Regions from separate parts of the Lactuca sativa genome. Here region 2 is linked to region 1. A link is a contact called in public Hi-C data. All regions are on one chromosome and are shown on one strand. Each heading gives the region's core, a stretch centred on a gene start, on an enhancer-like site or on the middle of the called end of the contact. The rest is flanking DNA. Distances are from core to core; before and after follow the strand shown.

Region 1 (5,775 bases), core at 945-3,444:
ACAAGTAATTAAGCCGCATGAACATCTCTTAATTGCTTATCTCATATGATTTATGTGAAAACATTGTTATGTGCCTAGGAATAGCGAACGTGAAACTAGGGTTAACTAGAAAATGGGTAAGTTAATGTGTGAGCTTGTGTGACAACCCATCAACAAGATGTTAATTGCATTAGTAATTTGATCAGCTAACTACAAGTCTCATTTAACTCGAATAAATAAACTATGAAATTTATTAGTTTAATCACTTGATCACTACTTAAATTGATTTGTTTTCTAAGGATTGGTAATAGCGAATGTGAACCTAATCACTTTAATCGGTAGCCGCTAACAACAACCATAGGAGTAAATGAATCGAACCTAAACAAAAGTCTTCTTATTATTGAATTTAGTTGGTTTTTACTTGCTTTAACTGTTAGTTACTTAATTAGCGTATTAGTTAATTGTTTAAGTATTTAGTCTTACAAAACTAAAGAAAACCTTTTACTTTTATTACTTGTTTTAGTTAATTCTAGTCATTAGTTTAATTACCGTTCCCTGTGTTCGATACTCTGCTTATTCAACTATACCACCAATTGACAGGTCCACTGCCTTTGTGTGTCTAAATTATATCTTAAAAGGTAAGACTAAAACTAGTGCATTTTTTATATACACATCAAAGGAATAAGTTCATACTCTCCACAAGAAATGTATATTTGACCCTTACATTATGATGTATTTTGTTGCTAAAAGTTTTATATAACAAAGATCCAATGGTGAATTATGATGGTTATGTTTATGTTTTTGCTTCCATTGCTACGTGTGTGAAAAATCATCACAACCTAACAATACCATGTACTGAGGACTTGTTCCCAACTAAGATAAAATTAATAGTATAAGTATCACTAAGAGACTTGAGAATATATGTTTTTTCATGAAGGTGAGAGATAGCCCTAATGTCTAGGTACCATATATTATCTCTATAATCATCAAGTGGCATGGTCTTAGAAATTGTGGAAGTGTCATGACTAGATTAGATGATTCGGAGGGCTATCAATTCGAAAGAGGTAGCGTTTGTTGGGTTTCCATGACTTGAGACTCAAGTGCCATGGTGTTGACACAGCTAGAAGACTACGTATTAAGAATGTATGACATGACAAGGGTTTTTAAGGATGTTGGATCCAAGTATACCTATTTTTTGTTCTTCATGAAAAAGAATGAAATGTGCTTCCAAAAAGCTTGGGATTAGGGTGTGATGTCGAATAACGCTTGTAATGTAGTCATATTTAGATGATAACCCGATACTCATGTAGGTGATGATGTTTTTCTCGGGTACTATGACATTAATGTTATCGACGAGGTCTATGATCGTCTTGATGTAGATACACTACGTAGTGATGGAGGAATCACCAATCTTAGTAGAGTTCATTGTTGATTTGAATGATTTCCCACTTTGTTGTCACAAAATAACGTTTCCATGTTGATCCAAAACTTCATAGGGGGCCGCATTCTATTTTGAGGATCATTTGGAGCAGAGATTAGGAAATTATCATGTAGATCAAAGCTTAATAATAAAATCGACGAGGGTCATCACATGAGGCGTCGATGCGATCAAGCAAACCAAATCCGGTATAGTGAGTTTACCTGACACCAAGCATTGTATTTGAGATGATCAAGATCAAGAACAATATGAACATAAGCTTTTATGTTGGTAATGCAATATGGTTTTTCTAGGGAAAAACAAAGAGAGAGGGAGACCGGCTCGAAGAAGGGTAGAGAAGTACGACTAGGGATCAATGCAAACGTTAATCAATAGATAGGTAGATTTATTACAAATTCACAATATTAGATATTTTCTATCCACTGATTTATGAAAGTTAATTTGATGATTATCAAAATCTTATTTTTAGCAACCTTATTTTTAAAATTGAGTTACTTTTGTCTAGATTTCCGGTAAAGAAATGGATTTGCAATCTAAAAGAAAAGAAATCTCTTTAAATCACGTGATCACAAGAAATATGAGCAAATATGGTATCTTTACTTCAATAGATCTTTTTTGTTATGAAAAAAAAAGAAAAAAGAAATTTCATCTAACAAAAACATGAACACAAAGACAAGTAAACCACAAGAACATGGTTGAGTAATTAATTCGGAACAATCACAAGCTTTGGCGGGATGCCAATTGTTTTTATTTTTCACTTTTTATAAAAATAAATTTATATTTTCAAGTTTCAACCTTTTGAACAGTGTAACCCCCTCTCTCTCTCTTTCTCTCTCTTTGCCTGTGATGTTTGACATCTTTTTCCTCATTTTGATGGCGAATTGATTCAAAAAATCAAATACCCATTTGAATTTTACTGGTTTTTTACGCTTCCCATCGCACTATCTTTGTCAGATTCCCTAATTTTGCTTCCATTGCAAGTTCCACATCTCAGATCCCGCATTGTTAGGTAACATAATGCTCATATCTATCTATCAATACCTTCTTTGATTTCTGTAAGTATACATCGACTGTGATGTTTCATCTCTAGTGTTCTCTTTCTTTCAATTTTTGGTACTTTTCAGTAATTTCCAGAAGTGGGTTTCTAAATTTGATGTAAATGTTTAAACCATGAAGACGACATGATGTTTTGTTTTTTACTTATTTCTCATTAAATTACGGAAGTGGGTTTCATACTGTTCTTCCCATTTTCTACATTCCCTGTAACTGTTCCATGAAAAAGGGGTTTTCCCCCTTTGAATATCTTCTACTTTGAATGCACATTTTGGGGCATTTTTGATTTCTTCCTTTTCGATTTTTTTTAAATACTCTTTTTCTATTCCCTTTTACTCGATTCAGTTCGTGTTCATACTACTTGGGGTTTCCGGATCAGACTCGATTTCATCATCAACTTGAAGAAGGTAAGCATACACTCTGGTTTTCAGCTCATTTTTTGTCGGATCACGAAGAAATTCAATGTGGGTTGTCTGCAGTCGTCGAATTATTCAAAGATCTGGGTTTTACGCATCACAAATCTTGACCTAGTGGACGAATTATTTGTTTTCTCATGGTAGAATAGAGTTTAATCGAAAGTAGATTCAAAAGCCGAATCTCAATCAGGGTTTTACCACATTACGTACTTACTGCTTTTTGTAACATTTTTCTTTTTCTTTTTGGACATCAATTTAGCCTAAGACATGTTTGAGGATCAAAACATGATTAATCATCTTTAAGATCTTTTCACCTTTATTATTAATTACCTTTTCGTTTTATAACTCCATGGCATTGAAAACCACCATGGTCCATGGGTCCCTTCCTAAGGTACCACCACTAATGTGAAAAGTATAACTCCTAAAGCACACAAATTTCTAGATTCCTATAAGAGGAAAAAGGCGCATATGTCTATACAAGTTTTCCATTTGATTCTTGAATCCCTAAATAACTATTTGTTATTGTAGGTATCGATACATTGATTATCAAATAATGTCAAGAGTTAGCAAATGGAAAGTTGATAAGGCTAAAGTCAAAGTTGTTTTTCGGCTCCAATTTCATGCTACACAAGTAAGTTTTATTCATTTAATCCAATTTCTTCAATATATAATTGACCCTTTTCACTTAAAATGTTAATGGTTATGTTTTAGATTCCACAAAGTGGATGGGAGAAGCTATTTATATCTTTTATTCCTACTGAAACTGGAAAAGCCATTGCAAAAACAAGCAAAGCAAATGTAAAAAATGGGAGTTGCAAATGGGCAGATCCTATTTATGAAACTACAAGGCTTTTAATCGATTCTAAGACCAAACAATATGATGATAAGCTCTACAAACTTGTTGTGGGAATGGTAAGTTTCCTTTTTTTTTTTTTTTTTTGCTTTTGTATAATTGCAAGAATAATTGATTTTTGATTGTTGAATATTACATGTAATTAATTTCAGGGTACTTCAAGATCTAGCATCTTGGGTGAGGCTACAATCAACCTTGCTGATTATGCTGATGCATCACAACCATCTGTTATCAATCTCCCACTTCATGGATCTGATCTTGGAACCATTTTGCATGTAAGAAACCCTAAATTCTTATACACCATTGAATTCACATTTACCTTTCTTGAATCTTGAATCAATAACTTCTTCAGAGTTCAGATAAAATCTTGTTTATCATTTCACAATTGACATTAATCTTTTGGTTTCAGGTTACAGTTCAGCTACTAACAGCTAAAACTGGTTTCAGGTATAACTTTTTGAAAAGATTAGATTTTTTTACCAATTAGTAATTACTAATTATTGGTATTAAATGATTTATTACTTTAATGCAGAGAATTTGAGCAGCAAAGGGATAAAGGGCTGCAAAGAGAGAGCGAATCAAGTGCTGCCAAATCACCATCTTCAGATTCACTGATACTTGATGATCAACTTAACAAGGTTAGAATTTAGATCAGCATAATATACTTTTACTTTTTACAATTTTACCCTTGGTTGTTACTCCTACAATCCTTCATGTTTCCTGAATCATTTCCTTTTGCTTTAAATAGGTAAAGACACAAAGACAAGTGAGACCACATTCTAAAGACCTTGTAAATGAAACAGGAATACATGAAGAATATTCAGATTCTCAAGTTACATGTGATGACTCATCAAACACATCAGAAAACTACAAGTATGATCCATCAATCACTCATGAAGTTGATAGCATCAAGAACAGGGTTACTAAGTCAGAAAAAAGAAACGGATCTGATGAATTGGCAATTGCTTATGAAGAGAATCAAAGGCTCAGAGGAAGCTTGGAGGTTGCTGAGTCATCGATTTCTGAACTCAAAATGGAAGTAAACACTTTACAGAATCATGCAAATGAAATGTGTAAAGAAACACAAAATTTGCAACAAGAACTAGCTATTGAAGTTGCTTCAAGTCAAGAATTAATGAAAGAGGTTACAGATCTTAAATCAGAATGTTCAAGGTTCAAAAACGATCTACAACAGTTGAAAGAAATGAAATTAGAGAAAATACCAATTCTACCCCTTCAAGAACCGGGGTCTACAGAAAGGATTGACTCAACAACAGAAGGGCAAAATTTGGAACTTTTAAACGAGTTGAAGATAGCAAAAGCTGAAAGTGAAAGTCTTGTTAGAAAGATGGAACAAATGGAGTGTTATTATGAAGCACTTGTGCAAGATCTTGAAGAAAACCAAAAAAAGATTCTTGGAGAGTTTCAAAGCCTAAAAAACGAACACTCAACATGTGCTTACTCGATCAATGATCAGATGTTGAGATTCGATGAAGAAAGACGTGAATTGAGTTCCATTAATAAGGAGTTACAAAAAAGAGCTACAACTTCAGAATCAGCTCTGAAAAGGGCTCGATTGAATTACTCAATTGCAGTGAGTCAACTCCAAAAAGATCTTGACATGTTGTCTTTTCAAGTTTTGTCCATGTTTGAAACCAATCAGACTGTGATTAAAGAAGCTTTCTCAGATTCATCTCAAGGGCATGAAGATTTAGTTGATGATGATCACCGGAGTAAGAATCTTTCAGGTGGTGGTGATGTGCTTTCCGGTGACCTGAAAAAATCTTTAAGCTTGCAAGAAAATATATACAAGAAAGTTGAAGAAGAGCTTGGTGAAATGTGCTCTACAAATTTGTACTTAGATATGTACTCAGGGGCACTTTCGGAAACATTAATGGAAGCAGTTTGTCATATTAGAAAAACAAAAGAGAAATTACAAGAATTGGGACATGAGTTGGAGGTTTCGAATGAATCGAGAGATGTTTTGTTCATGAGATTGCAAACTGCCATTGAAGATGTTCATGCTGTGAATGCAC
Region 2 (5,775 bases), core at 966-3,465, 440 kb after region 1:
AAAAAAAATAATAAACACAAGTTTGTGCACAAGATTCAACCTTAAGGTTAAAAAATCTCATTAAAATGGAAAAGCTTACATTGAACAAGGCTTCGAGTTTGTTCCTTATAAGGATGTATTCATTTTTCGCTTGTTGCAGACATAGGACACACCTTCAGTTATCAAATTAATATATTAAGCCAACAAATTAAAATTGCAAAAATCATCTTTTCAACAAAAAATATAAAAGATCATTTATTGTTTTTTCTTTCATCTATATCAAGAACTAGAAGAATAATTACTAACCCATCAAGATTTTTCTCATCACAATAATTTCTGAAAACGACACAAACATTCTTCACTCGTTGTGCACCTATGCTGTCACAAATCAAGAAACATAAGTTTTATAAGTCTTCTTAAACTAAAATTACTAATTTGCCCATCACCATAAAACCCAAACGATTCCCTTGGTTTGACTAAAAGTCAAACATGCCAAATCAGAATTTGCAAAACGAAAAAGAAAATAAAAAAAATCATGCGACTTTTGGTGAAATAATACCTGGAACTACTACCCTTAAACTGGTGAACATGAGCATCTACTTGTTTATAATCAATATTCTCCTGCTGACTGATTAATAAAAATAAAAAGTTACATCAACAAAAATATTTCAAGAACCCTAAAAAAACAAGAAAAAAAACTCACAGAGCAGTAGCCAAATTGTTGAGAAGCTTTTCAGAATCTTCAAAGAAAAGTGTCACAACTTCAACAACAAAATCTGGGTTGCTTTCATCTTGAAGTTTCTGAAGTTGTGTAAATTGATCATCAAGATACCCCTTTAAAACACCAAAATCACATATTAGATGGACTTCACAAAATCTTTTACAAATTAAGTACCTTTTCCAAGTGAAAAACAAAAACTAACCTCACGATATAAAGATGTTGTGTATTCGACAAATTGTCTTTGCAATTGAGTGATAGCATCCATGATTGCTTCTTCTTTTATCAAGAACACCCTATTTTGTCAATTGGCTGTAAATATACAAGAATGATATCAATTCACCAAAAAGATTGAGTGAATATTGAAAAACGACTCAATTTTTGCTTTCTTTTCTTGTGCTATTTAACGATAAGCAACACCACATACATCGTCTTTTTCACAGAATCGTATACTGAAATTCTGTAATAATTTAAGTCCACCATTGATGTTCTGTGGGACACCACACCACAGACCACGCTTATTGGCTTTTTATAATCTTGAAAGATTTTGCGATTCTGTTCAAGAATTCGATTTTGGTTTCTTTAAATTATCTTGATGCTCATAGTTTTCAACGATAAACACCATCTCCGTTTTTGTATGTAATAAAGTTGTCTTCTTTCTAGATAAATTTTGAAAAATCGATTATGCCATTCGATGAATTTGTTCTGAAATAGTGTTATTCTTTACTAAATTCATGAAAATTGTTTATGAAAACGAACATCTATCAAGAATCAATCTAAAGAACTTTATAGCAAAGACAAGTTGACAAATTAGAGAAAATTGTATATAAATGTGCCCCACAAGACTTTTCCAGATACAACAAATTAGAGAATTTTGTTGCAATGTGGACACCAATTTTTACTTATATTAAGAACTATTATTGGTCATCAAAATTGAGGTCTACAAATTATATACATACATCGTATGAATTTTGAGGTTGAAAAGCAAATACCTTGACCTAAAAATTGAGGTCTACAAATTATATGGAACCTAGAGGACAAAAAAAAACGAGAAAAATAATAATAACCCCATTAAATTCAAAAAGAGAAACAAAAGGGGATCTTGATAAAGTTCTTATCATTAATAAGAGCATTTATTCCGTTTCCAAATCGACACTAATGAACCCGAAAACACCCGATTTTCAAAACTATAAAGAACCCCAGAAGACTAATCATCCAATTTTTCAAGTCATATCCTAGAAAAACATCTACTTTCAAGATAAATTAAGCAAAAAACGAACAGTTTTTGGTTTTTTGTTACATGTAATACACTGTAGGAGGTTGGAAAACTTACCGAGTGATGTTGAGGATTCCGGCGACGATGAGTGACGGTGTATAAAGGCGCAGAAAAAGAGATTGAGAAGGTCTGGGCTAAAGATTTGATGCTGTACCAACTACGAACCACACAGCAGAGCAGAACACAAGAAGGTGGGGCCGTACGAGTATCATATCATTCATTCGTTAATTAATTAGTAAATGAAAATGTAAGAGGAAAGGAAGACATGTACCCTATTTTCATGAGAGGTAAATTACTTCTTTATTTATTTTCTATATTGGGAATTTTTTTTAAATATATTTTTGACAAAACTGTAAAAATTATTTATGTGGTATGTATTTTTTTTCTAAGGTTTGGTTTAAACCTTGATTTTTTGGATTATTGATCCTTTTAGGCTTTTAGCCTAGTTTTAATGTGTATTTGGTCCATCGGTAAACTAAAATTACTGTAATGCCCCTCGTGTATTTATTTTTCATTTTTTTTTCATTTCTTTAATTTAATATATATTTATCTATTTTAATAATTTATAAATAAAGAGATGGCCACCTCTCTCTCTCTCTCTCTCTCTCTCTCTCTCTCTCTCTCTCTCTCTCTCTCTCTCTCTCTCTCTCACAGAGGTAAGATGTCCTGCCCCTGCCAATCTTTTAATAAACTTCAATTATATTAAAGATAAATTGACTTTGTGTATTCAGCCCATCGTTTATTACTAATGTACATCCCTTCCTAATTATATATATTAATTTGGGTAGGGTGTTTGTGAGACTTTTTACTGATTCATTTGCTTTCATCATGAGCAGACTACAAACCACTAAATTCATTCCTATTTTTGCTGATCATTTGAATATTACATTTTACACCCTTCATCTTTGCAACAACTTATAATTCCTATCATCATACTTAGGTTCACATCAACTTGCACTTAATATATAGGTTATTTATTAGAAAACAATTGTTATAGTGAAAAAACAATGAGTGCAATAGCATATAAGAGATAATAAAAAATGAGCCCTTTGTATCATACGCCACCATCACATTTATTTTTATTTTAATTACTGATTTATAGCCTATTGATTCATCAAATTTTGTTCACACCTACTCCTAATTATTTAATAACTTTTTATAGTCGAAGCCCTCCTTATCTTAAAATCTTGCCTTCGCCCCTGCTCTCTCTCTCTCTCTCTCTCTCTCTCTCTCTCTCTCTCTCTCCTGCACCATACCATCACCCACTGATGAACTCTAAATTGAGAAGATGAACTCCAAATTCTTCCCACCGACTATCGGCTCAAGTATAATGTCAAACCATTCTTTCTTTCTCTCTCTCTATCTCTCTCTCTCTCTCTCTCTCTCTCTCTCTCCCTATACGTCATTCTCATGCACCTTCTATTCTTGGTTAGATTCTTTGGTTGCAACCATGTCAAACCATTCGGTGGTGTAGGAGACCGGAGACTGGCTAAAGCGGTGTCAGAGTGTGGTGGTCGGAACATTGTTTCCCTACCCCCGTCCTACTAGGGATGGGATTTAGAACCGGAAAACCGGACCGAAACCGGAATCGGACCGGAACCGGAACCGTTAGAACGGGAATATATAGAACCGGTTCCGGTTCTGGGTTTAAAAATTGGCTTTATCCGGGTTCCGGATAATCCAGGCTTGGCTCCATCGGGTTCGGGTAAACCGGGTCTAAAAACCGAAACCGGTGTTTGGAACCGAAACCACTTTTAGGGCCGGAATCGGTTTTTATGAAACGTTTAAAAGATGCATATCTCATTCGTTTCAACTCCGATCGACATGCGGTTTTTTCTAACATGTAGTTTAGAGTTTGGACATGATTTTAGACTATAAATTTGCCATTTTTAGTTTTATATTCGTTGACTTACAATCCCCCAAAGTCGAGATATCAAAGCTGGAAGTTTTTAGTTTTCAGTTTTTTTGTATTCGGTGAAAGTTTTAAAACATGCATATCTAATTCGTTTGATGTCGGATTGACATGTGGTTTTTTCCAACTTGTATTTTACATTTTGTACATGAGTTTAGACTATATTTTTGTCATTTTTGGTTTAACATTCAATAATTTACAGTCCTCCGAAGTCGGTATATCAAAACTGAAACTTTTGAACTTTTCAACTATTTGTTTTTGTACTTCGTATTATGTGAAAATGTTAACACATGCATATCTCATTCGCTTAAAGTCGGATTGACATGCGGTTTTTCTAGAGTTTATTTTAGATTTTGTACATGATTTTAGATTATAATTTTGTTAATTTTGGTTTCATATTCAATGAGTTACAGTCCCCAAAAGTCGGGATATCAATATGAAAATTTTCAAAGTTCAACCCACTAAGTAGTAAGTAATTACCAAAAAATTCCGGTTTTTCTGGGTTTTTCGGTTCTAAACTCACTTTATTCGGTTCCAACCTACCCACTTTGATGTTTATGGGTTTTCCAGTTCTAGACCCACTTTACCCGGAACCGTACCTAGAACCGAACTAGATCCGATTCCTATATACCGGTCCGGTTTTCGGTTCTACAAAATCCCATTAACCGGTTCTGGGTTTTTCGGGTCTGGGTCCATCCGGTCTGGGTTTGGACCCACTTTCATCCCTAAGTCCTACCATATCGAGTCCTTAGGTCCTACTCCAACCTGCTATAACTGGCTAAAAAAACCCACGATTCCATATCCAAAATCAATCAATAAAGGTTCCAAATCCAAAAAAAAACTCTTCGACCCATCTCCTGCTTCCTTTCATCTTCACCCCTGTTTCACTCACTCCTCATCATACACAAAATATTCACCAAAATTTATCAAGTTGGAATCGTTTCAAGCCCTAATTAACTAGTAATGAGACTCATAATCAGATTGAAGGTGTTGGTAGATGTGAGATTTGGGGGAACATAGTGATGATTCTTGGGAGGGATTTTCAGGGCTATAGATGGATTTGATGGATTGTGCGGATGAAAGACGAGAGGAAGGAGCAATCGTACGGAGAAAATAAAGATTGAGAGGATTCACCATTAAATCGATGGCGAAGATGGAGAGGTTTCATCAGATTCTTTAAAGAATTGAATTCATCACCGAAGAATATCAGAATTTTTGTTGACATCGAGAATCGAAGTGGGTTTTGGGGGAGAATAAATCGTTGAAGCATTATCTGTTAATGGGGGAAGAAATCATCTCACTACCATCATCAACCTTGCTCCACCATCTCACCTATCGAGAACCTTGGCCTTGGTTTGGACGAGTAATCAAGGGTTTCAAATGCTTCGATGGTTCTCAAATCTGAAGATGTAAAAACATGATGAAAAGGGAAAGGAAAAGGAGAGGATGTGAGTTGTACGAGTTTATTGATTGGTAGTGGTGTTGGTTTACAAGAGGAGGTGGGCTAGTGTGGTGAATTTTGGGGGAGGGTGAGACGAAGGTGATAATTCGGAGGGGAGAGAGAGAGGGTGGGCCCTCTCTTTATTTATTAATTATTAAAATAGATAAATATATATATTAAATTAAAAAAAATGAAAAAAAAATACATGAGGGGCATTACAGTCATTTCAGTTTACCGAGGGACCAAATATGCATTGAAACTACGCCAAAAGGACCACCAATCCAAAAAAATCGAGGTTTGGACCAAAGCTCAGAAAAAATGCATAGCATAGGGACTATTTTTTCAAATTTGTCTATATTTTTTTATTTGTATATATTTGATTTTTGAGTTTTTTGGTTTATATTTGACAATTTAATTTGTTTTTTTTTCGCATTCAATTTTTATAAACG

What was found. A called contact is a pair of places that touch in the nucleus more often than the background predicts.
Region 2: a contact with region 1 is called in a Hi-C map of seed, with 3 times the contacts expected there. The contact joins the promoter of LOC111921291 here to the promoter of LOC111919559 in region 1. A contact is called at or near these places in 2 of 4 Hi-C or Micro-C datasets (leaf and seed).

Annotation. Positions count from the first base shown.
Region 1 is chr9:48,584,500-48,590,274 of Lsat_Salinas_v11, forward strand. It overlaps LOC111919559 (putative WEB family protein At1g65010, chloroplastic), which reads left to right and starts at 2,195. Exons shown (of 11, transcript XM_023915138.3): 1 at 2,195-2,426; 2 at 3,415-3,517; 3 at 3,598-3,798; 4 at 3,892-4,014; 5 at 4,149-4,186; 6 at 4,272-4,377; 7 at 4,488-5,775. The coding sequence starts at 3,440.
Region 2 is chr9:49,020,080-49,025,854 of Lsat_Salinas_v11, forward strand. LOC111921291 (histidine-containing phosphotransfer protein 1) reads right to left here and starts at 2,216. Exons shown (of 7, transcript XM_023916864.3): 1 at 2,031-2,216; 2 at 903-1,009; 3 at 683-813; 4 at 539-607; 5 at 286-357; 6 at 80-152. The coding sequence starts at 965.